Regions from separate parts of the Gasterosteus aculeatus genome. Here region 2 is linked to region 1. Evidence: chromatin contacts called from public Hi-C data. All regions are on one chromosome and are shown on one strand. The core of a region is the stretch at or near the end of the contact, and the rest is flanking DNA. Distances in the headings are between cores, read along the strand shown.

Region 1 (6,755 bases), core at 3,128-5,627:
TCAACGTGTCTGGTGATTTAAACAACCAAAAACGAGACCAATGTAGGACACAAGAGCAGATGCTTCAAAAACCTCCAATGAAAACCAATATTTAATAGTGATTAAACATCCAATAACAATTTCAATGCAGTAGAAAATACTCTCGGGTCACAGAGGTGTAATATATTATGTCAGGCAACACAGTACACGCTGTCACAGGACGGCCTGTTATTTTCTTTTTCCTCATTAAGTACAAAGCAGTACAGAGCAAATTGTAACATGCTGACAGCTTCAGTCGTGACTCCGAGAGTCTCTCTCTCCCTGTGAGCGTGCGTGAGCGCTCGCCAGGCGGCTCGGCTGTTTGTTTCGAAGTTGTTTGGCATTTAAGGGACTTTGTTGGATAAAAGTGGAAATGGGATTCTTGGAAAAAGAAGAAGCACAAAAAGTAGGACAGAAAATTAGAGTCAGAATGAGACACATGAGAGATTAAGAGGAAATCTAGGGCTAAAGAAGCAGCTAGACTACGCCATATGCCCCCCGGCACATTATCCACCGCTTCAGTAGAGCGCGCATGTGCACACACACGGGTAGTCAAAGCTCAATTTTGGCAAAATATAAGTACATTTTATTGTGTTTCTCATTTGCAGACGGATTAGGGGCCCGTGAACTGGTTAATTCTCAGAAACACACAGGGATTAACTAAAATTGGATCAGAAAATAAACGTTGTACATGTGATGAATGACACACTTTTGCTCGGGCTATACACGTATCTTCCGTGTGGCGCTCCAGTGCTTATTATGCTGGTATCAATAGAAGGAACATGCACTTTTTGTCTTGTGAGGACCATGGCGGGGGCCTGGACGCATGCTCATCCGGTCCTCGCGTGTTTTGTGGACCTGGAGAAGGCGTGTGACCGGGTACCAAGGTTCACAGCAGGAAACCGATGGATTGCCTTCTCTGGTAGGGAACGTGTCCTCACCCCGAGTGATGAGCTGAAGCACCTTGGAGTCCGGTTCCAGAGTACGGCAAAGATGGATTGAGAAGTTGGCTGCAGAATCGGAGCAGCGGGGGCGGTATTGCACTCGCCCACGTTGTGACGAAAGGAGAGCTTAGCCCGAAAGGCAAAGCTCTCGATCTACTCGGTCAATCTTTGTTCCTAACCTCACCTACAACCCTGAACCGGTCATGACCGGAGTAACTAGGTCACAGGTACAAGCGGCCAAAATAGGTTTCCTCCGGAGGGTGGCTGGCGATCCGTAAGGAGCTCGGAGTAGAGCCGCTGCTCCTTTGCGTTGAAAGGAGCCAGTTGAGGTGGTTTTGGGCATCTGGTGAGGCCAAAAGACCCAGGACTAGGTGGAGAGATTCGATCTCCAAAATGGTGTGGGAACGCCTTAGAAGCTGGGAGATGTGGCCCCCGGAAGCGGCAGTTTGGGGTCCCCATGCTGGAACCGACCCGACCCCGGAAAAGATGAGATGAGTCAGCATCTTTTTTTCGCAAATGTATCACACATCGCACAATATGTCCCGCCTGATGGCAGCCCTGTGTGCGTCTGTGTGCGTCTGTGAACTCGCAGCACGAGGCCGTGGGAGGGCATGTAGGTGAGCGCACATGCGCCCCATCTTTTTCCACGAGATGATTCAGGCGAGGTCACGTCCCACTTAGCACACATGCCACTGTCACGCCGCCAGTGTCATGTGTGGGCTTCATAGAAAAATCAGCAGCCCTTTGAAAAGCTCACAGTAAACTTTGGGAATATATTGATTTAAAAAAGAATATGGCTCCAGGTTTTGTTTAGCATTGTAGTAAAAGTGAATTAATTTCGGTCTTTGGCTAATCCTCGTCTCTGATCACTTGAATCACAGACTGGGTCTTTAAACAGGGGACAACTACGTTATATTCTTTGGCAGCAGTGACAACCATCAGTCTGAGGGGAACATGCAAACCAGATCCAAACGCGACACAGCAGGTGGCAGAACTTACGTGGGCTCCAACCCACACGTGTCACCCATGTACAAGTTGTTGTTATTGACAACAGAAACACAAAGAACCTAGAACAAAGACAGTCACACCGGAAATCTTTGGGCAGATAATCTGGTGATTAGAGGATAGTAACAGAAGACTGGTCCGAGCCAGAGTTAAACCACACCGCTCGACCGCTCTGACTAATCAATTTAATCTAAAGCCATTAGGTCCATCTGAGTCTGACCTTAAGATCGGCCTCGAGATTTAACGCCACGATGCTCACGCAACGTTTAATGAGCATGTGGAAACACGGATAGATGTCTGTTACATGTGCATCGTCATGACCTGACCAACAACGCAGGATGTTTGATGATCATTTAATCCCCAGTCTTAAGAGTTTTTATTAATGACTCTTTTCTCTCCAGTGTGTATTTAGGCCTTTGTGCAGTCTTAAGGGGTGTGCTTATCGTACGGCAGTGTGTGCGTCAGACGGTAAATATATCCCTCCCATCTGTTTGGGCCTCTACAGATGCTGTCTAATGAAGTAGAGGATCAGCGCTAAACTCGGGGAGGGGGGGGGGGGCATGTAACGAGAAGACGAGGGGAAAGCCAGGCAGTGACAAACACAGAAAGCATGAATCCGAGAGGAAACGACTGCGTCAAAGCAGCCGCTCAGAGGGAGGATGAGAAAACGTAGAGGCGGGCTGTGCCAAGACGTGATGGGGCCAAAGGCGTTAGAGCCAAGTGAAGGATGAGGAGTCGGGGGGGCAAAACGGAGATCCCATCCGAGCCTTACACACAGTTGGTTGAGAATGTCCACTGCGCAATAGAGTGTCAGGGTGATGGGGTTTTTGGTCTGTCGGGAGGAAATGGGATCATCATTCAAACAAAACAACTTTTTTTGATCAGCTATAAGTTCTGGATTCAAACCAACCTACACTGAATTTCAAAGAAAAAAATCAATTTCGCATTACGAAAAAACAATGCAAATCATTTAAAGTCTGGGAAATAATCCAATCTCTAACGAAACATGTTTTCTTTTTTCTAGGGTCATCGCTAAATCTCCTTGGGACTTAAAATGAAAAGATGCACAGATCCGAAAAGGCTTCGAGCTGCAATGAAAAGCTCATTTGTTTGGTTCCTGTCAGACGGGGATCATGACGTTACACAGGCAGAGACGCCCGGAGGAGCATGACGGCATTTTAATCTCCGACGGCAACTGTCATCTATGACAAAAAATGCAGATGCACATGACACACCCCAGAGTCATTCTGATTTTTTAATAAAAAAATTAGATTCACGATGGCCAAATTTCACAGCGTCCCAAAACCCTCCACTTCCGAGCACATGCAGCAAATGTTGGAATGATTAGTGAGGATTAATCCTAAACCGCTGGACAACCTCGTAAACCTTCAGTACATGACGTAGCAACATTACTTAAAGACGCGCGCGCTTCCCGTGCTTTTCCTGACAACTAACGGCAAAGTGGTTGCCTTTGAAAAACGAGAAACGGGCAAGAGACGCGAATTACTCAAAACATCAGAAGACCAAGGCAGCGATGAACTTTGAACATGCAAAACGCCCGCGCAAAGCTTACCACCGCTAACTTAGCCCAAGCTAACGGTCTGCAACACTGATCTATTCCTGCTGTGTCTCACGCAGCTAATCTCAATCTTTAGCCCTTCCGGCTCCTTGTCCAATACCAATTTGTTTCCCTTCACGTTTTTACTTGAGCCATCTTTCATACTGCAGTTTTTAATGGCTGACTTTAGTGCAAATATGAAAGAGACACCTAACAACTAAATCATCTATCCCTGCCATGACAAACTATAGGTCTTAGATCCTCTAAGTCTAAGAGGTATAAATGTTTCCCTTATCAATAGTGCACGGAGTAGAAAATGATGTTGTTGAAGACCCCATTTATAGCAGTAGGTTCTTTTAACCCCTTCAATCATTAGAACGGTTACTTACCCAACAGCTGTGGACGCGGGTTAAGTGTTTACAATGCATCCGTTTCTTTTCTTTCCATTTTTGAGATGCAGTTTGATTTTAACTTTCTTCACTCCAAAGAACCACTTTCATAAATACACATAAATCATTCGCTGTTCCCGAACATTTTTCTGAAAAATCGACAGTGAAATGAGCTGATTTTAAAAAATGGAATAGAAAAGCAGTAATGCATTAATATGTAAAGGACTCAAAATGATGGGTACAAGCGGGGGTTAAACACCTGTGGGTTTTTTTCAGAATAAAGAGATCTTTCCTTGTGTTGAAAACTGCCCAAGCGATCTCTGATTTCCTCCAGTCATCTGAGATAAGGAGGAGGCTTCACCTCCATTGAAAGGAGGCTTGTTGACTGAGTTAGAGTTCACGTGCCAAGCAGCAGGTTTCTGAGGCATGAGGCGTAAAGTGGGAGGGCTTCCATTTCCTTATCACTGCGCCTGTCGCAAAGCTCATCGCCACGCAGACGTGACGGGATGTTTGTCGCCATGTGCTTCTTCCTGCGTGTGCATCATGATGAAAGAAAATCCCAGTTTGTGGCAATTTTCCCAGCTCATGTTTTCTTGGTTCTGATAACACGTTACTCAAACTAATGGTTCCGAGAAGTGTAAGAAGACAAAGTTTTGCTGAAAGCTTTTGATCAAATTTTGTATATGAACTTTGACCTATATATATTTTTTTCCCTCATGAGGCACAATGAGGCATCATTGCAGGTGAGCTGACTTTGGTTTTGCATTTAGATAAAGTGGTAGCTAATCTGTGAAAACTGTGTGTTTAGAATCTATTTAGTTGTCTCACCATTTTGTTCCCTATTTCTTTGTTAATCTTTCTACATTCTGTTTATCACAGATTAGATCCATGGGTGCTGACAACATAATCAACAGAACAGATGGCTTGAGCTGCAAAACAAAAAATAAAAAAAGTTTGAATTAATTATAGTTTTTCCTTTATGTCCTTTTGAGGAGGCCCACACAGACCATAAACTTTTAACAGGCAGTTGAATGAAGTTTAACTTGTTCCTCCCTTCTTTGAGACTTGGGGTTGGAGATGCAGCGGAGACAGTTAATTGTAGAGATGTCAGAGTTCCTCACGAAAGTGTATAATTTTGTGCCTGTGTGTGTTTCAGATACTGGTAGAACAGGCCCAGTCCAAATAGCTTCGTATTTACAGGCCTGCCCATGCATAACATCGGTTTCTCCGTTAAACAAACACAATCAGATAAGGCAGAACATTTTCTCTTGGACTCTTTGAAAGAATGCAGACAGAAACACTGGCTGGACATCTGAGACTGGAAGAATTCGCTGAAGCCTCGGATGCAGTTGTGCATAATTCCTTGATGGTTGGTATGCAACGGTACACATGGTTGGCCTCCAATGCCACATTCCCACCTTCTGGGAACCCCTTAAAACCCTCTCCACGAGTCCCCCTGCCTTCAACGTGCTTCAAATACTCGGTTATATCATCACCCCATTAAATAGATTTGCATGTTTAATCCTGATGACTCCAGTTACACAATGGCCTTCGGTGGCTTTAATGGTTCTGTGTATTCAGATAAAGGATTACATGGCAGAGGCGCTTTGTAGCAGAACCTGAACCGAACAGCGGCTCCTGGTGGTTAACTTTGGTTACTGCGTGGACGTGTGCAGCATCCGTGAGATCCTCAATGATGAAGTGAGTTCGCAATTGGTTACGCTGTCAACTTCTACGTTAGGAAAAAAGTATGAAACAATGAGTTGGTCAATAGCTATTTGTGTGATTCCACTTTCAGCGAGCCAGGATCATGCACCATGTACCACCTAATTAATGCTATTGATCACATCCGTGTTTAACCTGCAATGACATTTGGGAATAGCTGTTGTGAAAAGGGCTGCAAGCCTGAGGAAGAATAACGGCTTGACGGCATAAGGGAGGGAAAGCTCGGACTATTTTAAAAATTCTGGGTGACAAAAATCAATGTCACCCAGAAGTGATTGAGGGTGATTGTTAGAAGGGCAGATATAATGTTCCCAGAATATGGTCTGTTGAGTGGTGTGTCATATCCCTCATCCATTAAGTTCACTTCTCGGTGCAGTCTGACTCACCGCCCCGGTCCTCTCCCGGCTGGGCGGATGAAGTGTCTGTTTCCAAATGGAAAGGGATGATGAATTTTTTTCCCCCCCAAACATTAGATCAGCAAGACACCGCATTACAGTATTAAAAAAGTTTTTTTTTTTTAAATACATCAGTTACGTCTGTACCTAATGAAGAGCGGGTTCAAAACTATTTTTCCGTACCTGGGAAGGGAAGTTGTGCACATGTTTTCCTCACTGATTGGAAGCAAGGAAACAGCTTGACCAGATGTTCTAATTTACTTGAGCCCAAACATTGTTATTGTATCTCATTAAAGTGACACTCCAGCCAAAATAAATTGGCCGAGAAGGAAACCCTCCTTTTAGACCATTTGGATACTTTTTTTCCCCCTCAGTTTCCAAAAAAGATCTCAAGGTCATTCCTAACAACACACACCCATGTGACCATAAGATTCAGAAGGACGGGCCTCGATCTGTGGACCTTTTCTCCCTCGTGCTCTCCTGTCATCAAGAAAAATCCCCCCAACATGACAAAGACCCGTAGCATCGGCTCACAGTGAGCCTGTGACATCAGCGGCACCTTCGTCGCTCCGTCGGCGCGGACACACAGGTGACCATCGCCGTCCTCGTGTCCTACTCTCATTCAAATGTTGAGCTGGTGATTGAAGCGCTTATCGCTCCAAATCGCAGCGTGTAAAAGGTGTTACTGCCGAGGGAGAGCGTCGCCTCACCCACTTTGATA
Region 2 (6,755 bases), core at 1,769-4,268, 41 kb before region 1:
TTGCGTTTTTCCTCTTAAGGTCATTGGTGAGATCACAGTATAAATATCTGATGTTCTTTCTGCATTTGCACTTGGCCTGGACATGGAATCTTTTTTTTGGCAATTTATTTTTCTTCTTTCTTTCTTTTTTATTGAGTACTGCTCCCATGGACATTGTGGCTGAAGTGATTTTAGACTATGCAGAATTCTGTTGACAGGGTGAGTAAATCCTCTTTATAAACAGGCTCAATCGGTTTGCAATGTAAAATAAAAGTCTACTCTTCTTTTACACTTGTCTTAATGTGTCCCAGAATGACTGGACAACAAACGTTGCATGCAAGTGTAACCAGGATTTAAAACGTATACATATATGCAGATGACTGACAGTCACCTTGTAAAAGCACCTCAGATGTACTGTATGTCTGATTTTATATGTTTATTTGCAATGTAGCCTCAAGAAGTGTTAATGATGTGTATGTCAGAATTAGAGAATGTGAATATTCTTTGGTTGCTGAATCGTACAGTTTTGTTGAGTCATGTCAGCATCTTGTGTCTTTTTATTTTTGGTTGGCTGAGCACGCTAACAGTTGCCTCAAGGTTTTCAAAGGACATAAATGTAAAAACGGATCTGAGGAATAAGGTTCTCATGACGCTGCTTAACTCAATAACATGTGAAAATATTTCAGTTTTTTATATTTTGAAAATGCAAGTGGCCTACCGGTTTTGGTGTTTAAGGAATTCTACATACAAATGAATGATGAGCTGTGACGTTCAAGGAAGCGGATGTATTCAAGTCATTTTATTTTGACCAAAATCACAAATACCGCGCTTTACAGTCTGTACACTTGTGTCATCCTGTGTCCCGAAACTGTCACATGGGCACAGGAAAAAACTTTAATAGGTAGAATAAAGGGCAGAGCAGGAACAGGATGCAATGGATGTCATGTGTACAGAATGAACAACCTCAACGATGTACAGTACGTTCGATTCATACGACAGAAATTATTCAAATATTGAGAGTAGTAAGCCAAGTGTAAGGCAGGACCACTGCAGGGACAACCACCGTCTAGATGTAACCAGATATATATCCAGATGTGACCACCATACGATATGACCACCATCCACAGAAACCTGTGGGGAGGGAAAGCACAAAGACTGCAGGACAGAAGCAGTCAGTAATGTGGGTTTTTGATGACAGTATAGTAATGTGACTCGAAATAGTAATAATTTGTATAGAAGGAGATGGAGAGAGGAGCTCGGTGTGTCCTCCATAGCAGCTGATCTAAGAGCTGGTCCAGGCTAACCCGAGCCAGCCCGCCACTATCCGCTCTATAAAAGAGGAAAGTCTTACGCCTTCTCCTAAGTGGATGGAGTCGGATGATGATATCTTATGAGCTCTGGACTTAATTGGATTTCCTACTAAAGCAAACAGTAGCTAATTTACTTGACTAAGCTGTATCGTCTGAGGAATGTAACATCCCAGTTATATATTGTGTCAGTGCAAGAGATTCTCTATATTGTAATAATTATTATTGACTGGCTCCGTCTGTATTTTGATATGAAATAAGGATTTTCTGATTTGTACATTTGTGTGTGTGTGTGTGTGTGTGTGTGTGAACTCCGGCTGTGACTGTCTCTAATGACGTGTCTAGACGCCTCTACCTGTGTTACAGCACAGCACTTGAATGACTTCAGACTGGATACGGAAATCAGAATCTATTCATTTGGATTTAACTTTGGCTAACTGAATGTTTCTGTCATGTCATGAGAAAAACAATAAACGATTGATAACCATAACATGCAGTGTTTGTAATGTCAGTCATTCCTTTAATGTCTTCTAAAGGAACACAGAGGTAACTATACAAGAGCAATCCTCTTTTAACAACATTACTCTTAACTTTCTTCTAATACCTAAGAAACCTTTCCTTTGGTTTGAATTGAGGACTCTCAGGTTGTAAACCTATTTTATTGTCATCATCGCCAGCAGTTGGTTTAATTGTAGTGTGCTATTATGTTGTCACACTTTTGATTGACTGTACACAACAGTGCCCCAGAAGGGATTAATAAAGACACACACTCTCCTTGTTTAAATGTCAGGGAGTGCGTGCGTCTGCATGTAAGGGCAAGCGTGCACTTAATCACTCGAGTGTGCCAAATCTGACAAGCAAAGTGGATATTTCGTACCACAGGGTTTAAATATAGCCGACCCATCCTGTACAGAGTGAAGACACACCTCAGGACGCAGGGGCGTTAGCGCATGTGAGGCGAGGGAGGGGACGGTTCGGTAGCTGGTCCAGTCGGACTGGTGCTGGAACACCCCATCGTCTCCCAGACAGAGGGACAAAGGTGAAAGAGTTCCGTGAGGCTGTTGCGCAACGTCTGGGGGAGTTTGTGCGTTTGTTATGCTCTTTTCACATCAACAAAGAGGTGTTGCAATCCAGCCGGTGTTTGTGCTCTCTGCGAGTATCACTTGTCCTCTGCAGGAATATGTCCTAATATTAATGAACCTTTAGGGGGCGACATTGTTTGTGCTTTGTCTCTTTCCTCAGTAATACCCGTCAGTCAGCAGCAGGTGCACGCTGTGTCAACACGGATTTGACTTCTCCCAAATCTGTGATGACAGGTACCAGATATAAGTTAAGCGGGATGTTCTTTGTGCTATTCATTGTTGCACATGAATTAATATGTAACTCCTCTCTCCCTTTGCCAGCGGTTTGACCTACTTATTTGTCATTGTGAATAAATTTGAATGAACATAAATTATAGTTTGCACATGCCAGTGAGCCACGGCTCACACACACACACACGTGTTAATCACACGTATCTACATTGCATTAAGACCACACGTACCAAAAGTGGCATTATAATGAGAGCAAACAAGCCTCCCACAGAACAAAACTACGTTGCACCCCATTGGTCCCAGTATTTGTCTAAAAACAGTCAAACTTGAAAGCAGCGTTTTACTAAAGAGTTTTGTAACTGCGCCTCCTCAGGCTCTTGGTGGTTGCATCATTTCATAGCAACAGCTCCGCCTAATGCTCCTTTGTTTACCAAAACACAACTCCTCCCCACTAAAGCTAAGGCGGTGTTTTTCTGTCTTTGCACGCAGGTGTGTTGATGTCAAATTCACCCAATTTCCTGTGTGAATTTGACGTCTTTCTCCGCCAACATTTAGGACCCCCGAGTAACTTCACAAGTCCCAACTGGGGTGCACATTTTTCTGTCTGTACACTGTCAAACTAAATGGTTCTCCTAAGATCCAAGAGGTCCGTCACTGCAGTGAAAGACACACAATCACATGCAATTGAATCCAAATCCACTTTCCATGGTCGCCGCTCTAAAACACTTAAACACATTAAAAACGTGTGCACACCAACCGCACACCAGTCCACTGTTCTGGCTGCATGCCAAAGCGAAGAAGCATGCGGAGACAAGACCGAAGCCCCTGAAGCCCAGTGAGTATTTATGAGTGATCGTTTGTCATTTTTAGACTGCAAACACATTAACTCCCCTTAGTCCTGAAACACCTGTTTGCTTTAAAACCTGTATTCGCTATGTGAGTGTCAGAAAGGATTTGTAGAACATAACCGAATAACAATTCTGTGAGTTTAATGAAAATGTATTTATTCAACTTTTGAAGCTGAAGCAGGTAAATTGAGCTTTGAGCTTGAGACACAATATTTTGTCTTTGAGTCCGTGGTTTCAAACTCAGAGTCTCTGATGGGATGACAAGTGATTCATATAGAACGTGTACGTGGATGCGTTCTGACAGTGTTTTGGTCCACAGGCGGTCCGCTTACAGATTAATGACTAGCTGTCCACATTTCACTTAACTCACTGTTCCCATTCTAAAGGCTGGCAGAGGGGGGAGGAAGACAAGGAGGGAGGAGGACAGGAGACAGACACAGGACACGTTGAACCAAACAACATAACCCAGAGGACACACCGGAGGGCTGCCTGTAAATCTATTTCCGTATAGAGCAAAGGTCTTTCAGCACCAACTGGTAACACTTTTTTTTGTGTGTAAAGTGTGTGTGTGTGAGCAAAAGGAAGGTGGTCTTTGTGTTTTACGTCCGCTGTATGCATCCTTTCAGCTGTGCAAGAGCTCCGAGGAGAAAGAAAAATGCTGATTAGAAAATAAAAACAAAAGCTTGACAAACTGGTAAATCTGAGAATAGAAAGCTACTTGCTGCACCCTGCACACGGTTCCCCATAAAATACCTGGTCCGACAACTGCACAAACAACAGAGTACAGGTAGACCAATAAAAAGCCACGAGACAGGGCCTCACAATGAATGCTGAGCAGGGAATTTCCAGTCTAGCGAGGCGGTTTAATTTGCTGCATCAAGCAAGCTTCAAGGGATTTCTTTCATTTTTTTATATAAATCTGTCTGACAGACCTGACTATCACTGCAGATGATCCGAGGGGCACAAAACACAGCAGTCAGCTGTGTAACAGAAAGTGTGGGAGCAGGACTGCGGGACCACCGAGTCATTTTAAAAGAGATTTTAAAAAGGAGGAAGGGAGATGGCCCGGAAGGATGAGTGAAGCGCATTCCTTTCCTCCCTCTCGTCCTCCTCAAAAACAGCAGCTGGGACAGGTGGGCTTTTACTGATGGTAGAAAGTAACCTCCCCCCCCCTCCTCCCCTTCAGTGTGCTGTGTGTTTATGTGCCGCGGACGCACACACTGTCTGGCTGCAGATTGCATGTTAGCAGAGACTTTGTTGGGTGCAATTATGGGGGGAAACAAATCTGTGTAAGAGACACAATAAAGTGAATACATACTATGTGACTGTGTGTGTGTGTGTGTGTGTGTGTGTGTGTGTGTGTGCTGTTTAAAGAGGCTCCCTCTGTTTCACCTCAGGAAACAGAGGGATCCTGTTTGTGAGTTGTGCTCATTGTTTAGCAGACCCCCCCCTAATCATCTCCTACTCCTCCACACACACACTCCTGTACACAAAACCTGTAATCCGCTTCGAAACGCCCCGTGTCAATATTTGGCTGTGGAACAAAGAGGTGTAGCCTTATACATCAGCATAAGGACAGATAATAAAGCCATAGTTTGGAATGAGGGGTGTGTCCGGTCTGTCCTAATGCATTGTCCCTCCAGCCTTAAAGTTGTCTGTCTCTCTTGTCCAGTAGAAGAATGGACAACTCCCCAAACTCCTGTATCTTCTCCTGGAATCATTTACTCATTTTTCTCCCGTATAGGCCTGCCCTTTCCTCATATATGACTCATTTCTATTCCCAGGGTCCCCAATTTATCTTATCTGTATCTGGGCTGTGCAGCAGACAAGATTAATCACTTTTATGCACGACTTCTTTGTCTCCACATCTCAACTATGGGATGGGTTGCCATGACGTTTTGTGATCCTCAAACTAAGGATATCACTAACTTTTTACGGACTACTTTCTGTATGTAGTGAAATATGTCAACACGTCTCTATTGGGGACATTCTTGGTTGTCAGATGATGAATGTGATTTAAAATTCTCAATATATAACTGGTGGTAATTTGTGGGGTTTGACATTCCCATCTCCCTCAAGAGGAAACAACAGCACTATACACGCCAGTCCTAAACGTCGCCTTTGAATTCTTGTTTCCCAGGTTTCAGCATTTCCTTCTTTTGTCTCATTTCTACATTCTTCTTGTTTGCCACTTCATCTCCTGCTCAAAAGGTTTCTCCTTTCCTTTGCTGTTCCCTCGTTTGACTGCGGCTTATTCATCTCCCACCTTGAGTCCTCTCAGCGTAGTTATTTTTCTACACAACACCCCAAGTACAGCACCACACTGTGTTGTGTCTGTAGTCTGTCAGTGAGAGGCTCTTTGAGCTCAGGAAGAGAGGCCAATGTCACACACACACACACACACACACACACACGATGAGAACCTCTAGCGTGGCCTTTCCCACCACTGCCCTCTCTGTATCAACACAGTCACACAAACAAGCTCATTTGCACTGGTGCGCCATCAAACCGGCTTTTGTCCTTCGTTGCACACATGCCAGCGAGCGCACACGCAAGGTGCGCGCACACGCTTATCTCCACAACTCGCCCTCTAAGCTCACCGCTACAAACATGACACAACCTGCGGCACAAATTTTACTACTTCAAAAAGGGTCACGGACAGTTTTCTTACTTTGCCGTACCGGAAAGATCCTTCATGGCCACAGGTTAAAAACGCAAGTCATTGATGGTTATGGTAAGAATTTATTTACATCCTTTAACAGTGAATGATCAGCACTGACAATCGGCTCATTTGCATAACATGCTTTTCTCCTGCTTATTACACACAATAAGCAGGAGAAAAGCAAGGCTCAATTAGCCCTGACAGCCAGCCACCATGGAAATAAGCATCCCTTATTCTTGTAAACAAACCCTAGCAAATTAATGTCCTTTTTCATGTTATTTAATCTCAAATGCAGTTAAGAAAAAAAAAGAGGTAAAAAAGCATCAACAACATAACATCTGAACGTGGAAAAAATAAACATGTGTATTTAAAAGACCAAAACAAATATAGCTGCAGCTCAATATTCTGTATGCACAGTGATACAGAAGCTAGTAACTTTGAAGAGGAACATCATTGCCGTACCAGGGGAAATATAAAACTATATATTACCAGGGAGGAGAGCACTACCTGTGTATAAAAATAGCAACCAGCAATTTACAACTTCTTTGGCTAGTATGAGTTTAGGAAGATATCCAACTCACTGAATTGTGAACATGCTGCAAAGGTCCTGCTGGTAAAATCAGTCATCGATCTTAAATAGAAAACA

What was found. Hi-C and Micro-C count contacts between places; a contact is called where the count stands out from the background.
Region 2: a Hi-C map of tail fin shows a contact between it and region 1, with 5 times the contacts expected there. The contact joins two enhancer-like sites. A contact is called at or near these places in 5 of 6 Hi-C or Micro-C datasets (liver, skeletal muscle, tail fin and 1 more).

Annotation. Positions count from the first base shown.
Region 1 is chr20:6,990,398-6,997,152 of fGasAcu3.hap1.1, reverse strand. No RefSeq gene overlaps it. Among protein-coding and RNA genes, the nearest start is that of efna1b, 22 kb to the left of the region's middle. Within about 2 kb of position 4,377, at least 1 of the 9 cell types and tissues checked has open chromatin away from gene starts, as enhancers often do.
Region 2 is chr20:7,030,079-7,036,833 of fGasAcu3.hap1.1, reverse strand. It overlaps trim46a (tripartite motif containing 46a), which reads left to right. Exons shown (of 12, transcript XM_040165118.2): 12 at 1-1,776. slc50a1 (solute carrier family 50 member 1) reads right to left here. Exons shown (of 6, transcript XM_040165535.2): 6 at 6,170-6,755. Among protein-coding and RNA genes, the nearest start is that of slc50a1, 6.9 kb to the right of the region's middle. Within about 2 kb of position 3,018, at least 4 of the 9 cell types and tissues checked have open chromatin away from gene starts, as enhancers often do.